2 separate regions of the Mus musculus genome follow, and region 2 is linked to region 1. Evidence: chromatin contacts called from public promoter capture Hi-C data. All regions are on one chromosome and are shown on one strand. Each heading gives the region's core, a stretch centred on a gene start, on an enhancer-like site or on the middle of the called end of the contact. The rest is flanking DNA. Distances are from core to core; before and after follow the strand shown. Region 1 holds the start of Tent2 (terminal nucleotidyltransferase 2). Region 2 overlaps Gm31977 (a long non-coding RNA gene).

What was found. Promoter capture Hi-C pulls out the DNA fragments that hold promoters and counts their contacts.
Region 2: a contact with region 1 is called in a promoter capture Hi-C map of hematopoietic stem and progenitor cells, with 2.9 times the contacts expected there. The contact joins the enhancer-like site here to the promoter of Tent2 in region 1. A contact is called at or near these places in 3 of 39 promoter capture datasets (cranial neural crest, hematopoietic stem and progenitor cells and hippocampal neurons), 1 of 15 datasets of contacts at CTCF or cohesin (the NIH/3T3 cell line), 10 of 115 datasets of contacts at active chromatin or transcription factors (the SCID.adh cell line, T-cell acute lymphoblastic leukemia, astrocytes and 7 more) and 1 of 9 other capture datasets (pancreatic islet).

What each region holds. Positions count from the first base shown.
Region 1 is chr13:93,190,049-93,194,728 of GRCm38.p6, reverse strand. Tent2 (terminal nucleotidyltransferase 2) reads left to right here and starts at 2,312. Exons shown (of 15, transcript NM_133905.3): 1 at 2,312-2,635.
Region 2 is chr13:93,591,725-93,596,274 of GRCm38.p6, reverse strand. Gm31977 (a long non-coding RNA gene) reads left to right here. Exons shown (of 4, transcript XR_873809.1): 4 at 332-552. Among named protein-coding and RNA genes, the nearest start is that of Gm31977, 4.4 kb to the left of the region's middle. Within about 2 kb of position 3,109, at least 45 of the 459 cell types and tissues checked have an H3K27ac peak or open chromatin away from gene starts, as enhancers often do. A contact at or near this core is called in T-cell acute lymphoblastic leukemia, hematopoietic stem and progenitor cells and memory CD8 T cells, where this site is marked.

The sequences.
Region 1 (4,680 bases), core at 1,063-3,562:
CAGGCGGATTTCTGAGTTCGAGGCCAGCCTGGTCTACAAAGTGAGTTCCAGGACAGCCAGGGCTATACAGAGAAACCCTGTCTCGAAGAACCAAAAAAAAAAAAAAAAAAAAAAAATCACAGGTCTCAAGTTTTATTTTCTTTCATAACCACTGAGCCATCTCTCCAGCCCCCCACAACTGAGTTTCATACTGGCTCATTGATTTGCTTTGCCACCAGGGTAAGGTTTTTTTTTTTCACCCTCCATCCTCTTCTACATTTATTGTCAGATTTCTTGATGATAGCATTCTGTCTGGAGTGAGAATTAACTTATTCAAAGTAATTTTAATTTACAGTTCTCTGATAACTAGGGATGTTGAACAGTTTTAAAAGTAGTTATTGGTGTTTCATATTTGTGAGCCAATTCTGTCATAGTTTTTTTTTTTAAGTTTAAAAAACTCTTTAATGTGTATGTGGTGGTGAAGTGTATACAATGTAATTGGTAGTGGAAATGTGAAGTCCTAAGTGGAGCTTCATGGTTTAAAACAGCCATTCTAATTGTATAGAAGTTCGTGAAGATGAATCAGTTTGGTACTGGGCAGGTGTGAGCATGCTGTTGGCTGTGGTGAACTCTTTCATGACTTCCTAGCTACACTGCACTGAAATTTCTGAAGCCATGAGCCAACTGAAACCTTTCTATCAGATATTTTGGTTAGAGTGAGGAGAAAATTCATAAATACAGTCTCCCTTTTAAAATGCACATGAATACTATCCACCATAAAGCTGGAATACCTGCATTATGCTCAGAAAGAACGTACTTCAGAGTAATAATAACAGCAAAAAGTAGGTCAGTTTACAATGTAGATCTTTCCATAACAATAAAAACTTTCTCTGGCGGGTGATAAATAAGGGCAGTAGCAGCTGACAGACAGAAAAGAAATAGAGAATGAGCCATAATTATAGCCATATTTCAGTACTTTTTCAGTGCTGGGTATTGAACCCAGAGACTCATACATGATAGGCTGACATTTTTGTTTGTTTGTTTTAGGTTTTTCGAGATAAGGTTTCTCTGTGTAGCCCTGGCTGTCCTGGAACTCACTCTGTAGCCCAGGCTGGCCTTGAACTCAGAAATCCGCCTGCCTCTGCCTCCCAAGTGCTGGGATTAAAGGCGTGCACCACCACACCTGTCTTGGCCCTAGCCTTCTTATATGCCCTTTTTATGCCCGAAAAGACAAGCAAGACAGGAAACCAGAGCCATGTTGAAGATCAACTTAACTGACATTTATAAAATACTCTACACAATAACTGAACATACTTTATTACCAAAGCACAATTAACATTTACCACATCAGATGATACTCGGAAGCACGTGACAAGTTTTTTAAAAAATTATTTAAATGATTCAAATATAATTTATAAAGACTTTGCAAGTCAAGTGAAACGAAAACTCTTTATCGAAATAAGTGGGATTCAGTTAAGTTATTATTCATATAGTAAGTTATCAAACGACTCTAAGTATTATCACAGAAATGACCTCAGTTTGTGAATTAAGGTAGAAAAATTAAAAATTGAATAACTATTGAGTTCGAGGCCAGCCTGGTCTACAAAGTGAGTTCCAGGACAGCCAGGGCTATACAGAGAAACCCTGTCCCGACAAAACAAAAACAAAACAAAAACAAAAAAACAACCAAACTAAAAACAATGGGGGAAAAAAACCCAGAATAAATAACAAGAAAACCAAAAAGCAGTAAACAAATCATTACTTTCGGGATTGGGAACGGTCAGATTCTACGGGGACAAAACAGGGCTATTGTTTACAGATATTCATCAATAAATCAAGCAGTTTAGACAGTTTCACCAGATACTAAAGTTCTCTCAATGAGAAACAATGGTGGGTATTTGTTAGACAAGTGAGTGCGAGCTAGGGCAGGGTAATGTGTGGGTGGTTTTGGGGGCCTTAGAGGCATGATTTTGTCTCCAAGAAACTGTTTTTGTTTGTTTGTTGTTGAGGAGAACATCACCCACGATTTCATACTGATCTTTCCAGCAATGGGAAGGTTGGTTTTGGATATCTCCTGGAAGGCCCTCCATGGACAGAACAGGCCTCCTGGAAATGGCCAGCGGCACGTAACTTAGGAGGCGGCGCCAGCGGAGCGGGGTGGCCTACTGCCCTGCGGAAGGGCCGGGCTGTACCTTCCCTCGCCACCATCTCAGCAGCCGCCGCAGACTCCCTGGCTGGACCAGGGTGGGGCTGTGCGCCTGCGCAGCTCAGCAAACGCGCTCTCCAGTGTCGGCTGCCGGAAGTCTGACCTTTCGCTCCCGCTGATGATTCCTTTCCGGGGTCACGTTGATCTTCCGGGTCCTGTGACAGGGTTGTCTACGCCGCCTTTTCGGCGACTTTTTAGTCTTCCGCCTTTTTTTTTTTTTCCTCCCCCACCCCCCTTTCTTTTTGTTGTCGCCACCCCCAGCCTTCCACGGCCGCGCGGGCCTGGCCTTAGGCTCGTGACTCTCCGCCGCCCTGCCCGCCCGAGCTGGGCCTCGCTGCGCCGGGCCGCTGGCTGCTCCTACCTCTGCCTGCTCGGGCGGCAGCTCCGGCCTGGGAGCGTGTTGGCGGGCAGTGCCGCTGGGCCCCGCTCGGCCCTTCGGCGTGGACGCCGGTGAGTTTCAGGGCTTCGGTGGGGATGCACGAGTGCAGGCCCCGGTCCCCGGCCGGGCGCGTGAAACTTGGCTGAGACTGGCGCTGTGTTTTGCGCGGGAGAGCCTGGCGCTCCCCCGGAGCTCCCTGGATTAGGGGCGTTCCCAGGCCGCCGGACTTTGGGAAGAATGTTGGCCTTTCTCTGATCTGTCTTCTCGCTAGTTCTCATGTCGCCTCCCGCCCTCTCCTCACTCCCTAGACCGAAAGAGTAAGACTGTCTTGATACTCCCTCTTGGAGTTCCAAAAGGCAGTGGAGACCCAAGGTAAATGTCTAAATTAACGAACTCTTGTGGAAGGCATTTATCTCTGAGACAATTAAACAGCATGGAGTCATCTCAGTCAGGTCAGGACTGGCTGATGGTCGAATTCACTTTTCCTAGTCATATTTGTGGTTGGGCTCTCCTTTCTTTAACTGCTTAAGAACACAAGGGGCAATGTGTTTCCTGGTATCTGTGATTTAAGTTTCTTGTTTTGCCCTATTTGAGCGTTGTTTAAAGTAATTAGTTTGTTGATAAGAGGAAGAGGAAAAATTGTGCAGGTCAAACAGGATTGGAAATTTAACGTGTTTAGCGTATGGTTTTTGTGAAGTCACACTACCATCATAGTACATAGTTTAGTACTATAGGGCTTTGCTGTGTTAACAGCTATTAACACGGTTAATCTGTACTGATTAGTAACCTGTAATAGAAACACTGGTTGGTGTGAATTGCCCCAATTGTATGTGTTCGAGAAATACACAGACTCTGTGAAACTCTTAGATGGAATTTAATTTTTAATAAAAAGAATGCTCTGTTCAGAGCCTGAAGGTGGTTTTGACAGTGCATGCTGAGCAGGATCTGGGAGTTACACTTGTGTTGTAGAACAAAGAACTGATCCAAGACACTTAGAGTGCACACATAACTTGATTAAGCCATGCAGTTCTTGTAGGAAATTGCTACTTTCTCAGGAATCTTGGTGAAGAGACAGTTATGTAAACTTGAGTAGTCTATAACTTCTTGTTGAGATCAATTTGACTAAAGTTAATTCCAGTTGCAAATTAAGAGACCAAATACTGTTATCACTAGAAATACTCTGTTACTGTCTTGTCTCGTGTCTTCATTTACACATAAACCTGTATTAATCTTGCCTTGATTTAAGCATATTAGACAAAACAGTCTTTAAGGTTCTTTTCTCAAGGCAAGAAGTAGTACAATGCTTTTTAAAAACAGTACACATTTTACCTAGATTATCCTATTTTATTGTTTTGTACAGATTTAAAAGCCAGTAACTTTTAAGATATGAAAAGTAGGATACTATCTATTTCTGGATGTTACTATAAAATTTAGTCATACTACTACAGAAAATGTGAAATAACTTACAGGTAGTCTCTAGTGGGGGAAGCTTTTTAAAGACTATAACGAAAATGGTTAAAATTTTATGAAGTTCTGATATAGTGATGATAGTTTCACTTGATCTTATTTCATTAAACTATTTTACAAACATCTCTTGTGTTTTGTTTTGCTATTCAGTCAGGATCTCTCTCTATAGCTTTAGCTAGCCTAGACCTTACCATGTTTTTGGACCAGGCAGGCCTTGAACTCACAGAGATCTGCCTCCCTCTGTCTTTTAAGCAATGGGATCAAAGGTTTGTATGCCACCACACCTGGCTCCTTTGTGTTTTTGCAGTAGATTATTGTTTTAATATCATTACAATCATTGAAGTATATTAGAAAACAGTTTTGAAATCTCTGGGTTTTGATTAACTTTCTTATCTCTAGAGGATTGTTTAGGCTATGGGGGTGGGGGGTGTAAGCCTAGAATGCTGTTGGTTAACTTTCTTAGGAATGGTTCTGTTTGAAGTCTGTCAGGTAAGTTTGGCTTAAGGGTCAGGATTCCTGAGAGAACCTGACTAGTATTTTATTTTAGGACTCCAGAAGAATGACTGTTTCTCAGAGGCAGGCTGATCTCTGTGAGTTCAGGGCCAGCCAGGCCTAGAGTTCCAAGACAGCAAGGCTACACAGGGAGAAT
Region 2 (4,550 bases), core at 1,860-4,359, 400 kb before region 1:
TATGGATGGTTGTGAGCCACCATGTGGTTGCTGGGATTTGAACTCCAGACCTTCGGAAGAGCAGTCGGGTGCTCTTACCCACTGAGCCATCTCACCAGCCCGGATTTTCCTCTTATATATGATATGAATATGGAATGGGCTTTGTCTGTATCATGGTTTCAGAGATCTTTCATTCTATTCCACCACTCTTCTCCACAAATACTATAAGCTGTTTATAATGTCCCATCACCATTTTACATATGGAGGGTTGTCTTGTCTTTCTGTTGGGGGATGCAGGGCCTCGCCATGTAGCCCAGGCTAGCCCTTGAACTTCTACTCTTTCTCCCTTCAGCCTCCTGAGTGCTGAGATTACAACGAAAGCACCACTGGGCTCAACTGTGGGACTGACTGCCTTTCTTCCCTACTGATTCACGTGTATACGAAAGAAGTGGAAAGGCTGGAGATTGTCATGAATCTGCCACTTCCTTCTTCTGAGGCTCAAAGGAGAGAGCACAAAACTTGAGAGAGTGGTTAACTTTCTGTGAAGAATAGAAGGCAGAAGTTCTTTTTGAGAAACAGGTATCAACTATCATGAAAAATGAAGGGGGGGGATGGAGCAGGGCAAAAAATTAAAAGAGATGTTACAGAAGCAGAATTATAAAAATTATAAAGTAATAAACAAAATATTTATTATAGTATTAAAAACGATTTGCCAATGAACACTTTGAAATGGCTAAGGGTTGTTTATATATCCACCAACCATTAGCTATGACATCCTCAGAAGACCCCTGACACTATCCAGGTGTGGGGGTGGATGCCTTTAACCCCGACACTCGGGAGGCAAAAGCAGGGGAATCCCTGAGTTCAAGGTTAGCCTGGTCTACAAAATGAGTCCCAAGAGAGCTATGGCTATAAAGGAAAACCCTTCCTCAAAACACAAACAAACAAAAAAGATGACCGACTCTTTACTAGATGCCAGAATGAAAGGAATAGAAAGTGAGCATAAGAAAGCTGTCTGCTCTCAACCTTTGGGTTGAAAGAAGATGTAAGTTTAGATCATGGTAAATATAATGAAGAACACACTAGATGGAGTAACCTAGGGGGTCTCAACCTTCCTAATGCTACAACCCTTTAATACAGCTTCCCATGTTGTGCTGACCCCCAACCATATCATTATTTTGTTGCTATTCATAACTGTAATTTTGCTACTGTTATGAATTGTAGTGTAAATATCTGATATTCGACCCCAAAGGGGGCGCCACTCACATCACTCACATGATGAGAATTGCTGGAGTTTGCATAGTGCCCAGGTAGATGTTTAGCTCTTATTCTAGATAAGATGGGATTTTGGAATGCTTTAAGAAGGCATTGTAGTGGTTTGAATACGGATGGCTCCCATAAGCTCATATAATTGAATGCATAATCACCAGGGAGTGGAACTCATCCATAAGGTTAGAAGAATTAGGGGGTGAGGCAGTGTGTCACTGGGGCCAGGCTTTGAGGTTCCAGACCCAGGCCCCCCAGTCTCTCTCTCTCTCTCTCTCTCTCTCTCTCTCTCTCTCTCTCTCTCTCTCTCTCTCTCTCCCTCCCCGCCATGGGTCAGGATGTAGTTTTCAGCTGCTGGTCCAATGTCTGCCTGCATGCTACCATGCTTCCCACCATGATGATAATGGACTAAACCTCTGAAACTGTAAACAAGTCCCAGTTAAAGGTTTTCTTTCCTAAGAGTTGGCTTGGTGGTGGCTCTTCACAGAAATAAAACAATGACCAAGGCAGGCATGGGCTACATGGCTTTTAGAATTACTGTGACAAGCCTTGTAAAAGACAGATGAAAAGACATCAAGAGGAATAGAGGCTATCTTTTTTTTTTTTTTTTTTTTTTTTTTTTTTTTTTTTTTTTGGTTTTTCGAGACAGGGTTTCTCTGTATAGTCTTGGCTGTCCTGGAACTCACTTTGTAGACCAGGCTGGCCTCGAACTCAAAAATCCACCTGTCTCTGCCTCCCAAGTGCTGGGATTAAAGGCGTGCGCCACCACCACCCGGCGAATAGAGGCTATCATGAGTCTCCAGTTTAATAAAACTAGAAAACAGGCCAGAGGGTGGAGGCACGCCCTCTTTGTCCCAGCTCTTGGGAGGCAGAGGCAGGCAGATCTCTGAGTTTGAGGCCAGCCTGGTCTATAGAGTGAGTTCCAGGACAGCCAAGGCTATACGGAGAAACCCTGTCTCAAAGACCAAAAATCTGAGAAAGAGATCCAACCTGAATCTTCCTTTTCTTCCACCTCCATCTAGCATATCCCGACTTGTCTAGTCATAAGCTCTCCATCATTCATAGCTGTGTCTGGAAAACAGAACCCACACCACACAACTCAGTTGAAAGAATTTTTTTCTTTTTTCTTTTTTTAAAGGTTTATTTATTGTTATATGTAAGTACACTGTAGCTGTCTTCAGACACACCAGAAGAGGGCATCAGATCTCATTACAGATGGTTGTAAGCCACCATGTGGTTGCTGGGATTTGAACTCAGGACCTTCGGAAGAGCAGTCGGTGCTCTTAACTGCTGAGCCATCTCGCCAGGATTTTTTATTAACTGTACAAAGTGTAGGGTTTCATGATGGCACTTTCAGACATGACATACATATGCTATACTTTGAACAAAGTGTGTACACAGTTTGTACAGTACTATACTGTGATTATGGCAGTGGTTGCAGAAGGATAAACAAAGCTCAAAGAGGAAACAGGCAGCTGAGACAGCCCACAGACTGGAGACAGGAGGAAGTGGCTTTCACCCCAAAGCTGAAGCATCGTAGAGGTGTGTTAGTCAGAGAGCTGGGAGGTGAACTTTGTCATGCTAGAGAACAAAGGACATTCAACTACTGTTGCTGGTGCCACTGAGCATGAGATTGGGACAGAGGTGCTGGCTGGTTTTTATGTCAGCCTTACTTAGTTCAGGTTTTATTGCTGTGAAGAGAAACCAAGATCCACTCTTATAAACAAAAACATTTCATTGGGACTGGCTTATGGTTTCTGAAATTTGGTTCATTATCATTATGACAGGAAGCATTGTGGCGTGCAGGCAGACATGGGGCTGGAGGAGCACAGAGTCCTACATCTTGATCCAAAGGCAGCCAGAAGGAGACTCACACTGGCCATAACTTGAGCTTAGGAACCCTCAAAGCCTGCCCCCACAGTTACAAACTTCCTCCACAAGGCCACACCTATTCCAACAAAGATACACCTTCTAATAGTGCCACTCCCCCAAGCATTCAAGCACATGAGTCTATGGGGGCCATAAGTATTCAACTCACTACACTGACACAAGCCAGTCATCTGAGAAGAAACTCCAACTGAGAGAATGACTCCATAAGATCAAGCTGTGGGCAAGCCTGTAGGGCATTTTCTTAATTAATGGCTGATAAGAGTAGCCAACTGGGGGTAGGGCTGTCCCTGAGCTGGTGGTCTTGGGTTCTATAAAAATCTGATTTAAAAAGTCAAAAGGAGTAACCAGTAAGCAGCACCCCTCTGTGGCCCCTGAATCAGCTCCTGCCTCAGGTTCCCATCTGATTTGGGTTCCTACCATGGCTTTCCTCAAGGGACTGCCATTCAGGATATGTAAGACAAACTCTTTCTTCCCAAAGTTGTTTTTGGCCATGCTGTTTCACACAGCAGTAGAAACCCTAAGATGGCTTCTCTCCTGCTCCTATCTTTTTGTGATTCTGGTTGACCAAAGCCAAATGATGTGGGAGCTGGACACTGCAGTTTTAAGGGTCAGCTCCCCAGCGTAGGAAGGAAGGGCAGGAGACAGGTCTGCCAGACATCAAGGCTGAGAGGTGAGTGATTGGCACAGCAGTCCACTAGTTAGTCATCCTCAAATATAGAGAAGAAACACCTATTTAGTCAGTTCACCATGATGAAAGTCATCCCAGCACTTGGGAGGCAGAGGCAGGTGGATTTCTGAGTTCGAGGCCAGCCTGTTCTACAAAGTGAATTCCAGGACAGCCAGGGCTACACAGAGAAACCCTGTCATAAAAACAAAACAAAACAAAACAAAAAAGTCTCCCCTATTCTGGAGTGTCTGAAGAGCTACAGTGTACTTATATATAATAAATAAATAAATCTTTTTTAAAAAAAGATCCAGCTATCACCCTGGGTCATATGCCCAAGGGTTGCTCCATCCTACCACAAGGACACTTGCCAACCACATTTGTTGCTGCTTTATTCGTAACAGCCAGAGACTATAAACAACCTAGAAGTTCCTCAAGTGAAGAATGGATAAAGAAAATGTGGAACATTTACACAATGGAGTATTACCTGTTAAGAAATTGACATCATGAAATTTGCAAGCAAATGGAACTAGAAAAAAAAAACAGCCTGAGTGAGATAACCCAGACTCCAGAAAGATGAATATGGTATGCATTCACTTGTGGATACATACAAGTAGATATAAGCCATTATATAAATGATAACCAAGCTATAATCCATATACCCAGCAAGGTTAGGCATAGAGAAAGGGACTAGAGGGACATATAAATTTCTCTAGGAAGGGGAAATAGAATAGATTTTATAGTTGGACAG